Linked DNA regions of Canis lupus: region 1 is linked to region 2. A link is a contact called in public Hi-C data. All regions are on one chromosome and are shown on one strand. The core of a region is the stretch at or near the end of the contact, and the rest is flanking DNA. Distances in the headings are between cores, read along the strand shown. Region 1 has its middle 46 kb from the start of GTF3A. Region 2 holds the start of CDX2 (homeobox protein CDX-2).

Region 1 (5,779 bases), core at 3-2,502, 530 kb before region 2:
AACTGCTGGCATTTTTATTTCAGTTCTAGTGATCTGTGGTTCAGTTCATGGAATAAGTCATTTACTTTTTCTATATCCTCGATCCCTCTTCTAAAAAAATAAGACAAAAATACATACTGAGCAATCCTAAGCATTATATAAGAGAGCGTATGTGCAAACTGGAAAAAAAAACCTCCTACTATAGAAATGCAGGGCTTTTATTAAACAGTGAGAAGGAACACACACAGGCAGTAGGACAAAATCTGCCTACAATGGGTTTTAAAGAGGTTGGACCAACTCTGGAATCTGCTGCTGAGTGGGCTCCCCCTTCCTTGGTGCTGGCTTCTTAACTCAGAGGCTGACGTTCAGGGAGGGAGTGAGAAGGGGCCGCTGAGATTTTCCTGCCCTGGCACCTCCCATCCCACCCCCAGCAGGCACCACATTTCCTTATGATGATTGTCTATGTGTTGGCTTTCTCACATCTTTTACTTCATAGCTTAGAAACATAGAATCACACCATGATTTATTTTCCCAACGCGCCTGCTGTGTGCCAGGTCCAGTCCTAGGTAGATCTGCCTTTGCCCGAGTTCCATCTAGAATGTCACACCTGAAGAAGAGGTGACCGGGCACTGCGAATGGGGAATGGGCTTTTGTCACATGACTGTCCCTCTTCTGTCCCCTGTGTTTGTGTGACTAGGGCACACACTGGAGACAATCATCTTTCTCTTTGAGTCAGCTTGTTTAGAAAACTCAAGGCTCTGAGCTTCCTTTCCGCACCCTCCCACCAAGTAGCCCTAGACCCTTCTTTCAAAGGCTTTCTTTGGATTCCCTTGAACAAATACCCTCTGCCAAAGAGGAATCCCCAGGTGAAACAAAGGGAGGTCAGTGGGACCTTACACCATTTCCTTTTGGTGGGTCATTTTCTTTCCTTCCCTCTGTATATTCGGGGAGCTGTGTGTGGAGCCCTGGAGTCACCCCCAGCATCAGCAGGGAAGCAGGCATCTCCTGAGCTGCTACTGTCACCCACTTCAGCCCATCCACTCTCCCAGGTGCTGGTGAGCCCAGGAACCTCAGGGAAGTTGTCACGTCCTTAGGCCCTCGGGCTCCCTCAGGACCCTCTGCCCTTTCCATCACAGAGAGAGGAAGCCCAGCAAAGGGAATTAGCACTAACCTGAGAGGAATAGTTAGCCACTTAATGACTAGAAGGCTGCCAGCTTGGAGCCCATCTTCAACTTGCTCTGAGGTCCCTGCCTGAGGGGCCCATGCTAGTGTCCGTGGCAGAGGCTGGGTGTCTGTCCCCACAAGGGGCAGGAGTTTTATCTCCTGCCCGCTCCACAGCTGATCTCGGGGCATACAGCTGAGTGGAGTGTGGGTTGGTTAGGGTGGTCCAGGGGATAGACTAGGGTCAGGATGTCAACATCCCCTGAGGGAGCATGGTACAGATGCCAGCCAGGTGAACCCCCAGGACAGGGCCCAGAGTCCCCCTCACTGGGTGCGGGGGGGGGGGGGGGGGGGGGGGGGGGAGGCTGAAGCCCGACCTCGGGAACATTGGGATTCCTGGTCCTTTTATCCCCCACCTCCTGTCAGAGCAGCAGGCCTGCAGCTGAGGGGAACCAGAAAGAGGTGGTGGGACCCCCCTCCCCGCCCTCCCACCCCTCAGAGGCTGGAAGGCCTCCCTTAGAAGACCTGGTACCTGGCCGGAGGGGGTGGGGAGGAAGGAAGGCAGTGGGAGAAAGCGAGACAAAGGAAGGCCACCATAAAACCAGCAGCATGTCTGTAATCAGCAGAGCCCTTTGTTTAGAGCTGGTTTAAACAAGTTGAGATCCCTTCGAAGGGCAGGCCATAAACCGAAGTGAAAATAAAAGTGTTTACAGCGAGGGAGAGCGGAGGGCTGTGGGGATTCGTTTGGCCAGGAGCAGTGGGGGAGCCCTGGCCAGTGCGGCCTGGCCTGCAGGAGGGGAAGGGGCCACTTCCAACAGCACATGCTAATGCTAACGGATGCAGGGAATTGGGCCCCGCAGGGGGAGGGGGAGGAGTGGGAGCACTTCCCCCACCCTGGGGGACTCTCCCACATTCAGACCCCTCCCCCTCACACACACACACCCCCGGGAGTGAAGAGGGCAGGGTACCGGTCTTTGTGACCTCCAGAGTCGCCTGTCCGGGGTGGCAGAACTCAGACAGCTTTTCCCCTCCTCTACAAATTCCTTTGTAATGGACTTAAGGGGGTTACATTAATAAGAGGGTTGCACTTCTGGAAGAAATTCCTCTTAGGCCCCACTTACCAGCCTGCAAAGGTGTAAGGTGGGGAGCATCACCCCAGGGGACTGCATTCCTCAGGGCAGCCTCCAGCAGCCAGTGGATGGAGAGGAGGAAGAGAAATGTTTGCTAAGGCAGAGGGTGGTTAGGCCTGAGGTGTTGGAAGGACCTCAGCCCGGAGCAGGGCTCTGCACACCTTTCACCATGTTCCATTCCCTGCTCTCTTTGACCGTGGACAACACATAAATATCTTGCAATCATTCATTCAACCAGTGGGCACCTGCTGCAGGCCAGGCAACCAGGGCAGGGGCTCTCCAGGTGTCGGACATGGTCCCCATCCTAAGGTGGGCAACTGCATATACATATATACCTCTGTTTTATTTTCTCCAAGAATACACATATCCAGGCAGTGTTAACTTTTGGAAAACGGTAGTGCCAAATCAAGCTCACATGATTCTTGGAAGTACACCAAGCTGATGTCAAATGGCCTCATCTGTTGTTTATGCCCAGAAGGAAAGGCTGCCAGACTTTTTGCCAAAAAAAAAAAAAAAAAAAAAAAAAATCACACCAAGGTCACATTTATCCTTATAAGGAAAATGAGTCAGCAGAGGCACCTGAAGGTAGGTCCTTTTTCCCTTTAAAAATTTATTGTGACTCTTCAGCTGGCAACATTTGTTGACCTTGAATCCTCCCAAATGCAAAAGCCAGCTGAAAATGTCTCTTTTGACACTCCCATACTTTTCCCTCCATCCTTGGATCCGTCTTGCCTGTTAAGGAGATGAGCTTTGTTCTGGGCCCCACAGTATGCTTTCTTCATTAAGAGAACATGTAAGAAAACTATCAGTGAAGCCTGTTCTGTTAAATGTCTTTGTTTTCTATAATTTGATCTCAACCACATTCTAATACAAGCTCAGTTGCTCTGGTGTTTTCCCTAGGGCTGTTTTCTTATCTCCCTAAGACTGGCTAGTTTATGTTCTGTGAGTTCCCTTCCAACAAACAACAAAATGGAACAAATCTGAATAACAAAGAAGCAAGATTAGTAGTACTGGTAGGAAATCATGTTATGTCCACTCTTAGGAGGCATTTCACACCCTCTGGGCATTTGGTAAAACATAACCTTTCGTAGGGTCCTGGTGTGAGAGGCATGGGTCTCCAAGTCTCAGTGCTTGATACAAATGGCTCTGCAAGACCCCCAAGACTTCCTTTCCCTAAGTTGTGAGGTCCAAAGGGTGGCATTAGGTGTCTTTCTTAGGGCACTGTCTTGCTGACTTCACTGAGGGGCAATTCCTGCGGGTCATTCCTTTGCTGCTGTGAAGCAGGAGTGCTTGTCCTTCATCTCATGACATTGAGTTATGGGGAAGGAGTTAAGATGGTGGAGTAGGGGGACCCTAAGCATGATGCTGATTCATCGGGGCTTCCTGTGAAAGGTTTGCAGGGATCCAGGACCAGGTGGCTCCAGGTAGAGTCACCAACCAGGGAAAGATGCCACCATCAAGAGGACCTAATGGAAGTCAGCTCTCCTGACTCAGGAGACCTTAAGTGAAGAAAGTCTCTGGGTATCTCACCCCTTCAGTGCTGACAAGCTAGATCGTTGTCAGGTGAGAAAATGGTGCAGGGGAAAGGCATACTCCTTTGAAATCAGGTAGTTGGTTTTGAATCCCTTCCTCAACTTAGTAATTGGACAAGTTACTTAACATCTCAAAGCCTCTGTTTTCTCATCTATAAAATGAGGGTAATAGTGCTCTCCTCCTCAACCCAAGGGTCTTGTTATGAGGATTATTTGAGATGAAGCTCCTGGCATTATGGCTTCCTCCCTTCCCCCTAGTTCCTTCCCTCACTCCTTCCCAGTGAAGGAAAACTTAGTATCCCTTCCCACAGATTCTGAAAAAAAATAAAAAAAATAAAAAATTATGGTAATAGAAGTACCAAATGTGGCAGATCAGCTCTTCTTGTTTGTTTATGAACACTTCAAATTCCTTCATCGATGAGATAAAATTTCACCATTCCGAATACTCTGAATGGAATTGGTTTGGGACATTGGTACATACCTACCTTGTGCTAAGCACTAATAGAGACAATGGAGATACAGAAAGGAATGACCCGGTCCCTAACCACAAGACAAATGAACACGGAAGCAAATAATCTCAAAGGCACAAAGGATTTTGGAGGAATGTGGTAGAGGACCACTTTTCTTCGATTGAAGGTGAAACTGAGGGGACTGGATCTCCTGGTTAGGTGAGTCTTCTGGAGAAAGCTGTGCCGTCCATAGAAAATAAATCTCTAGAATTTCAAGGTGTGTCAACCAAACATCAGTAGAATAACTTAGGAATACTTAATGGTAGATTGAAAAAGAATTATTTCAATTATAAGTTCTCTTGGCAAACATTCATTGTCTATTTTTGAAACTTCCCAGATGTGGAGATACGATGCAGAAAATAAATAAGAAGTGACCTCTTTCTCAAAGAAGCTTGAGTTCTAATAAACAAATAAGAAACTGACTATAACCAAAGCTGCTGGCACTGTGCCAGATGTACATAAAAGATATGATGAGATTGTATGGCTTTTCATTTACAAAGCTCCTAGTTTTTGAGCCCCTGAATTATTTTAGGGGCCACCCTTCTTTGCAAGACAGTATTCCTTTCTTGACCCTATATATAGACCATCAGGGCTATAACATTTGTGTTTTGAGAAGCAGCAACGACATTTTTTTTGTGAAGCATTTTTGACAAGTGCTTATCGGGGCACCGAGGCTCTCTTCCTACAGAACAGACTTGGGAGTGGATCCAGCATGAGCAGTTTGGGAGACAACTTCAGATTTTAAAAAATTATTTATTTTATATAAAGAGAGAGAGAGAGTGGGATGGAGAAGTGGGAGTGGGATAGGAGTGGGAGAAGCAGACTTGATCCCAGGATCTCGGAATCATGACCTGAGCTGAAGGCAGATGCTTAACCAACTGAGCTACCTAGGTGCCCCCAACTTTAGACACTCTTAAGGAGACTCGAGATCCAGAAGTGTCCCAATCTTGACCAACTTTCTACCATGTTTTGCATGGTGACTCCTTTTCTTGAACCTCCTCTGGGGGTCCCAGTCTGATGGTGCTTAGATGAGTTCCAGGGGGAAAGGGACATGAAGTATTTAGTGAGATTCAATATTTACCTACTTGCAAGCCAGATGTGATCCCATTTAGCTGTCATATGGACCCTGGAGATGGGTGTCATCCCTCTGACAGCTGGGGACATTGGGGTTTGGAGAAAGCTGTCCCTAAGACCTGGTGTGTGAAGGACAGCCCAGGAGTCAAGCCCGGATCCTGCCTGTATTCTCTGCACAGCACCCGTGTTTCCTGAGCAGGCATTTCTTATTCTTTAGGACACTTGCTCGGTGAGGTACTGTGCCAGGGACCCAGAAACCAGCTGGTAAATGAGGGGTAAATTTCAGTGAAAGATTTTTAAAATTAGGCCTTGATTCTCTTTTCATTCTGGTGCATAATTTGAACTTAGCTTTCATACTACATCAAACATGAATGTTACAGATTAGGATACAACA
Region 2 (5,833 bases), core at 942-3,441:
GGGACATCACAGCGGCCTCTCATCTGCTGACCCCGCGGCCTGGGCTCCTGTGGCTACCCCCCTCTCCCCCGCCCGGCCCGGCCCCGGGGCCACTCTCCCAGGACACACCAAAGGTCTCCCTTAGGGCCCCCGATCGCTGCCAGTTGTACCCCCAGGCAGGCTCCCTACGAGGGAGCCTTTTCTGAGAAAGCGCTCTGCTCAGACGGGAGCGCCTCCTCTTGGGGAAGGGACCTAGAAGAGGTTCGAGGCTGGCCCCGTGGCCTTCTCCCTGGGCTGCGGCATTTCCCACCCGGCCTGTGCCCAGTGACGCAAATACCGATGCCCAGAGACAGCCCCCAATGGCTTCTCTGATTTATATGGTTGTAATTGGCTATAAAAGTCTGAAAAGTGGCCATAACCTGCATGCGGGTCGGGTCGGGCAGGGCCAGAAAGAAGGGAAGAGAAAAAAGCGGAAGTGCAGAGGGCTAGGAAGACTTCAAGGAGTGCAAAAGGGACGCCAGCAGGACTCTCCCACCACACCTATTCGCATTCGCACTTCCTTCCCACTTTGACACACACAACCCCATACCAGGAGGGGCAGACCCGGAACTAAGGAGCCCCCACAATCCGGCAAACCTAGGATGTCTGCAGCAGGGACATCTCCTGAGCAAGCTTCTTGAACGCAGCCGCGCGTGTACACACACACACACACACACACACACACACCCCTGAGACCTGGGAAGGAGGGGTGGGAGAATGGGAGAAATGATCCCTGTCTGGAGCCCAAGCTGAATCCCCTTCCCCCTCCGCGGGGGACTCTCAGGACATCTTGCCCGCGGCCCTCCAGCTTTTGACTCAACTAACTCCTTTGCAAATCCAAGGTTCAATGACGGGGCGCGCTCCCTTCTCCTTGGTTCCTGGGGCCTCTGTTGCAACTTGCAACTCTGTTGCAGCTTGGCCCGGTCTCCCTGCTTGCCAGAGCTCTTGAGATCCCTTGAATTGGCCCGAATGGCCGAACCTGGCCCCACGCACAGCCACCCAGTCCTCCGGGCCACCACTCTTCTTGAGCGCCTTGATGGCGTGGAGGGAAACGCTCTAAAGCCCGGCCCGGTGCAGGGCGAGGCTCCCTTTCGCCCGGGGCTCGAAGCTACGCACCGAGCGCTGGCTGCAGCGAGAGCGGAGGACGCGATCCCGCTCCTGCACCGCGGTGCTCGCCGACGACCCTGGGAGCGTCCCGAGAGTGCTGGGACCGTACGAACGGAGGACCGCTGGAAAGAGGAAGGCTCCCCTCTGCCCTACACTGAACACGGGTTGGGAGCCCAGAGTCCTCGCTCCCGCCCGGCGCCGACCCAGGCGCCGCAGAGAAGCTCCGCAGGCGAGGCCGGCCGAGTGCGTCTCCGCCCGGCGGGGCTCCCTGCCAGCTCCGGACGCCTGCGTCCGCCCCGACGCGCGGCGGGCCCCGCATCCCCCGAGCCCCCGAGCCCCCGAGCCCCCGAGCCCCGCAGCCCCGCAGCCCCCGCCGCCGCCTACCTTGGCTCCCGAGGGACGGCTGCGCGGGCTTCCGCATCCACTCGCACAGGTTCCGCCGCTGGCCGCCGGGGGACAGCTGCTCTGCGGCGGCCGTGGCTGCGGGCCCCGGAGGGCCGGGGTTCAGTGTCTGCAGCAAGCCGGTGGCGCAGGAGGGCGCGGCGGCCGGGTGGTGCGGGTGGTGGTGCGGGTGGTGGTGCGGGTGGTAGTCGGCGGGGCTGCTGTAGCCCATGGCCGAGGCCGGCGAGCCCCCGTTGAGGCCGTGCGCCACGGCGTTGGCTGCGGCCGCGGCGCCCCCCGGCGCGTAGCCGTTCCAGTCCTCTCGCAGCGGGGCCCCGTAGGCGGCGGGCCAGGAGGGCCCCGGGGACTGCGCGCTGTCCAGGTTCGCGGCCGCCGCGGCCGCCGCCGCCACATGGTAGCCGCCGTAGTCCGGGTACTGCGGGGGGCTGACGAAGTTCTGCGGGGCCAGGTTGAGGCCGCCGGAGTGGCGCACGGAGCTGGGGTACATGCTCACGTCCTTGTCCAGGAGGTAGCTCACGTACATGGTGGCGAGGGCCCCCCAGCGAACCTCACCATGCTGCCTGGGGGCCGACGCTGGGGGCTGCCGGGAGGCCGCAGAGGGGAAGGGGCGACGGGGCGACGGGGCGACGGGGCGACGGGGCGACGGGGCGACGGGGCGCGGCGAGCGGCGGCAGCGGGCGCCCCGGCCGGCGGAGTCCCGCGGGCTCCTCGGGCGCCTCTGCCTCTGAGGCGGTCCCTCCCTCGGGCCGGCCTCCTCCCTCCTCCCTTTCTTCCTCCTGTCCTCCCACCTCCTTCCCACTGGGCTGCAGAGGCGGGGAAGACCCGCCACAGGCTGGAGTGCGGAGCCCCGGGCCGGCGGCCTTTCGTGATTAACGAGTGTTTACAAGACTCTATTAGTAATGACACAGACACCAATGGCTGGAGACGTCGAGGCGCAGCGCGCACCCTGCGCACAACCCCCCGAAACACGATTTGCATTTTAAAAGATAAGGAGAGGGGGGAGCACGCGGGACCCGATCACAGCTAAATATTCAAACCTTTATTGTTAAGAGCTTCCTCCTTCCAACCTGGTGCACTTTAACCTCCAATCACAGGTTCAAAGAATGAAATCAAGAGACTTGCAAAAGAGGGGGTGGGGGGGGGGAAGAACTGTCTTGATGGGAACCTGGGCTTGGAGACTAAATAACAGTGTTTATGCACTTGCGGGGTCGGGTGGTGGGCATCAAGAAGCTCCTTCTATACCAAAGAGAAAAGAAAAGGGAAGCCATTACTTTGATGACAACGTTTTGACCAACGGGGGAGATGACGACCGGCGGAACCCTAAGAGATGGGCCCGGTTCCTGCCCTGTTTGAGCTCTCGGCCAGAACGACTGTGACTGCGGGGCCCCAAACAACTGTCACTGCTAACCGGATTTTTTCTTCCCCCAAGGAAACCTCTTGCCTCTCCCACGAGATAAATTATGACCCTAGCTTCAGGTTGCATCTCGGAGTTCATCTCACATTTGGGGTTTCAGTTAAATTAAAGCAATTAATGTTTTAAAGAGCATTTGCATTCAAGAGCCAGCACGGTCAAACCAAGGTGCTGGCAAAGTTCTCATTTTTTGAGCAGGGTGCAGGTGACACAGTATGTTGTCTGCAAAAATTCAGCGAGCCTACACGTAGAGGTTTACTTAAATGAGTGGTTAAAAATTAAGGAAAAGAGAGCCAGAGTTTCTGATAATATGTACGTAGGTACATGTCATAACTTTGTCTTAAAAACACGTTCTGCTTTACAAAGCAAAGCTTTATCCGAAGACAATTGTCTTTCATCTCCAGGAGAGGGGAAGGGAACCTAGGCCATTACCGATTGCTTCTTGAGAGCTCCGAATGGGGAAGAGTTGGGAAAGGATCTTCCTTGGTTTTGATGCACTGTGTCGGGGGCACGGGGCTTGGTGGCGGCTGCTGGGACCTGTGTGGCAGGGCCTGGCTTGTGAACTGCCGCAACTGGAGCGCAAGGCGCCGTGAGCTTCGTCTTAGGCACGCGCCTCTGTTTTAGCCACTGCAGGCAGCAGACCCGCGGGAGCCTTCCAGCCCTTCTCTACTTACGAGCCCGGACTGTGCTGACGGACCAGGATTTGAGAATCGCAGCGGCCCGATCCACGGACTGGGCAAGATGCCTGCGTGTTTTTGAAGGCGCTCTTGGAACCAGCGGGACGCTAGCCACTCATCTCCAGATCTGCACTTGTCGGTTCTCATTGTCAAGCGCTCTCTGGTATTTGTCACTTCACCTTCTCATCTCTGGAGAGCTCCTTCCAGTGCCCTTTATCTGCCTTGATCCTCACATCTCCCTAGATGGGGAACAAAGCTGGTGTTGTCATCTCCGTTTTACAGATGACACCCACCAAAGCTGCATAGTAGAAAGAGGCCAGGCCCAAGTAAGATCTGAACTAACCCAGGGGTGTGGGATCTCCTGCTTGCTGGTCTCCCAAGAAAGAGGGTTAAAAATCAGGGGTGGGGAGGGATGTCAGAGAGCTGAGCACTCAAGAGGTGGGAGACAGGAGCAGGTCCTCCATTGATCTACTGGCCTGGCCCAGGCAGCTGAGTGTCATTGGACCTCTCAGGAAATAAAATAGGAAATAAATTGCAAGCCCCATTACAGAACCCAAATCACTGAGTTGGGGGAGAGGGAGAGAAAGTGGGAGTCTGCAGTCCTGATGGGGTGGGAATGTGGGAGGTTAAGTGGTGGGCACTGCAGACTTTTGATCTACCAAACATCTTCCTCCTCTTCCTGGAGACACAATTCCTCTTTCTGTCCCCCCATTCCCAGCCCCCTCCCAAGCCTTGAGCTCTGGAAGCCGAGGCCCAGGCTCAAGCCTGTGTCTTCGGAATGTGGGCATTCTTTGGAACAATCACTTTATTGGGGACAGCCATTCCCTCCGCCCTGCAGTGGCCGCTTCCTGCGTTTTTATGGCTCGGCCGCGGGCCGCTGACTAATTGTCCCGGTTTTCCAGCTGTGTCTCTGTGCTCTGCCCCTGAGAAAGGGCTCTGGTCTGCCCGCCCAAATGCTTTGGGAGCGACCAGGGTTGCTCTGGCCCCAGGGGCCATGCCAGACCTCAGAGCTGGCTGGACCACAGGTAAACCTGAGGCTCAATTGGGGTGCAAGAGCTGGAAAAAAAGGAAATCGTGGTGAAAAAACAATTGGTTTTCTTCATGGAAAATGGGCCTACATGGCAGTAACAAGCACACCATCCCCTCCTAGGTCCTGGGTCTGGCTATTTGGTGAGAGGAAGGGAGCCTATACTGATTTCTTTGAACAAGCTCCTCAGATTGGGAGTGTCCCTTCATATCCAGTTGCCCTTCATCCAAGAGGCCCATCTGGGTCCCCAAAGGGCAGGGTGCCAGGAGCAGAGAGTAGTAGAAGGTGGCTGATGAGAAAGAAGCTTGGGTGTCTTTTCATCGTGATGATGGCTTAGCCTCTGGCAGGTCTTTATGAGGTGCCTATCCTCTGGAGGCCTGCTCTGGATGGGACCCCATCAGCCTTTGGGTGCAAATGTGTGGCCTGTTGAAGGCAGGTGCCACCTGCATCAGAGCCTCAGGGGTGAGTTTTCTCAGTACCAGACCCAAGGTACTTGGTGGCTTTCTTAGAACTTTTGGCCTGAGCTGAGAACCACCTGGGATGGTCATCCCCAACCTCTCTGCTCAAGGCTCCTTTCCAGCCAGTACCTCTGGTCTCCAACCAGCTGCCCCACCAGAGAAGCCTTCAGCAAATCGCTCTGGAGGAGGCACAGTGGTGGAAAGCTTGGGGCTGGGGTTGAGCTGAGGCTGAATGTGACCCCGTGGAGTCAGAGCTAAAGCAAGCTTTTAAGGGTAGGAGAGGGTGGGAAGAAAGAGAGCCAGGTAAATAAAGCATCAGGAAGACTACAGGGCAGCCACAACTCAGTTATCAAAGGGACGTCTCTTTGTTGCTAACATTGTAAAGGCCATTCAACATTCCTCGGAGAGGGTCAGGGCTTCCAGAATTCCGGCTGGTGGCTAGGGCTGGGGCGCGGTGGGCAGGGCAGGGGGAGCAGCTTGAGGTGCAGGAAGGGGCGGATTGCTCCTCTAGGCAGATGGACACTCCTTGAATCTACAGATCATTGACAGGGCTCTCTCCCTGCTCAAAGGTCCCCAGTGTTTGCTCCAGCTTGGGGAACCCTCCTTTCCCCCATATTTGTGGCTCCTGAAAACTGGGGTGTCTGTGACTCTTATAACCCAGATAGGGCAGGCCATCTCTCTCCATCTTAGCTCGAAAGTCTACTTTCTGAATCCTGTTCAGATCAATGAAATT

The links. Hi-C and Micro-C count contacts between places; a contact is called where the count stands out from the background.
Region 1: a contact with region 2 is called in a Hi-C map of skin fibroblasts, with 2.9 times the contacts expected there. The contact joins the enhancer-like site here to the promoter of CDX2 in region 2. A contact is called at or near these places in 4 of 9 Hi-C or Micro-C datasets (amygdala, blood, liver and 1 more).

What each region holds. Positions count from the first base shown.
Region 1 is chr25:12,287,459-12,293,237 of UU_Cfam_GSD_1.0, reverse strand. No RefSeq gene overlaps it. Among named protein-coding and RNA genes, the nearest start is that of GTF3A, 46 kb to the right of the region's middle. Within about 2 kb of position 1,252, at least 4 of the 20 cell types and tissues checked have an H3K27ac peak or open chromatin away from gene starts, as enhancers often do.
Region 2 is chr25:11,757,368-11,763,200 of UU_Cfam_GSD_1.0, reverse strand. It overlaps CDX2 (homeobox protein CDX-2), which reads right to left and starts at 2,191. Exons shown (of 3, transcript XM_038573394.1): 1 at 1,510-2,191. The coding sequence starts at 2,050.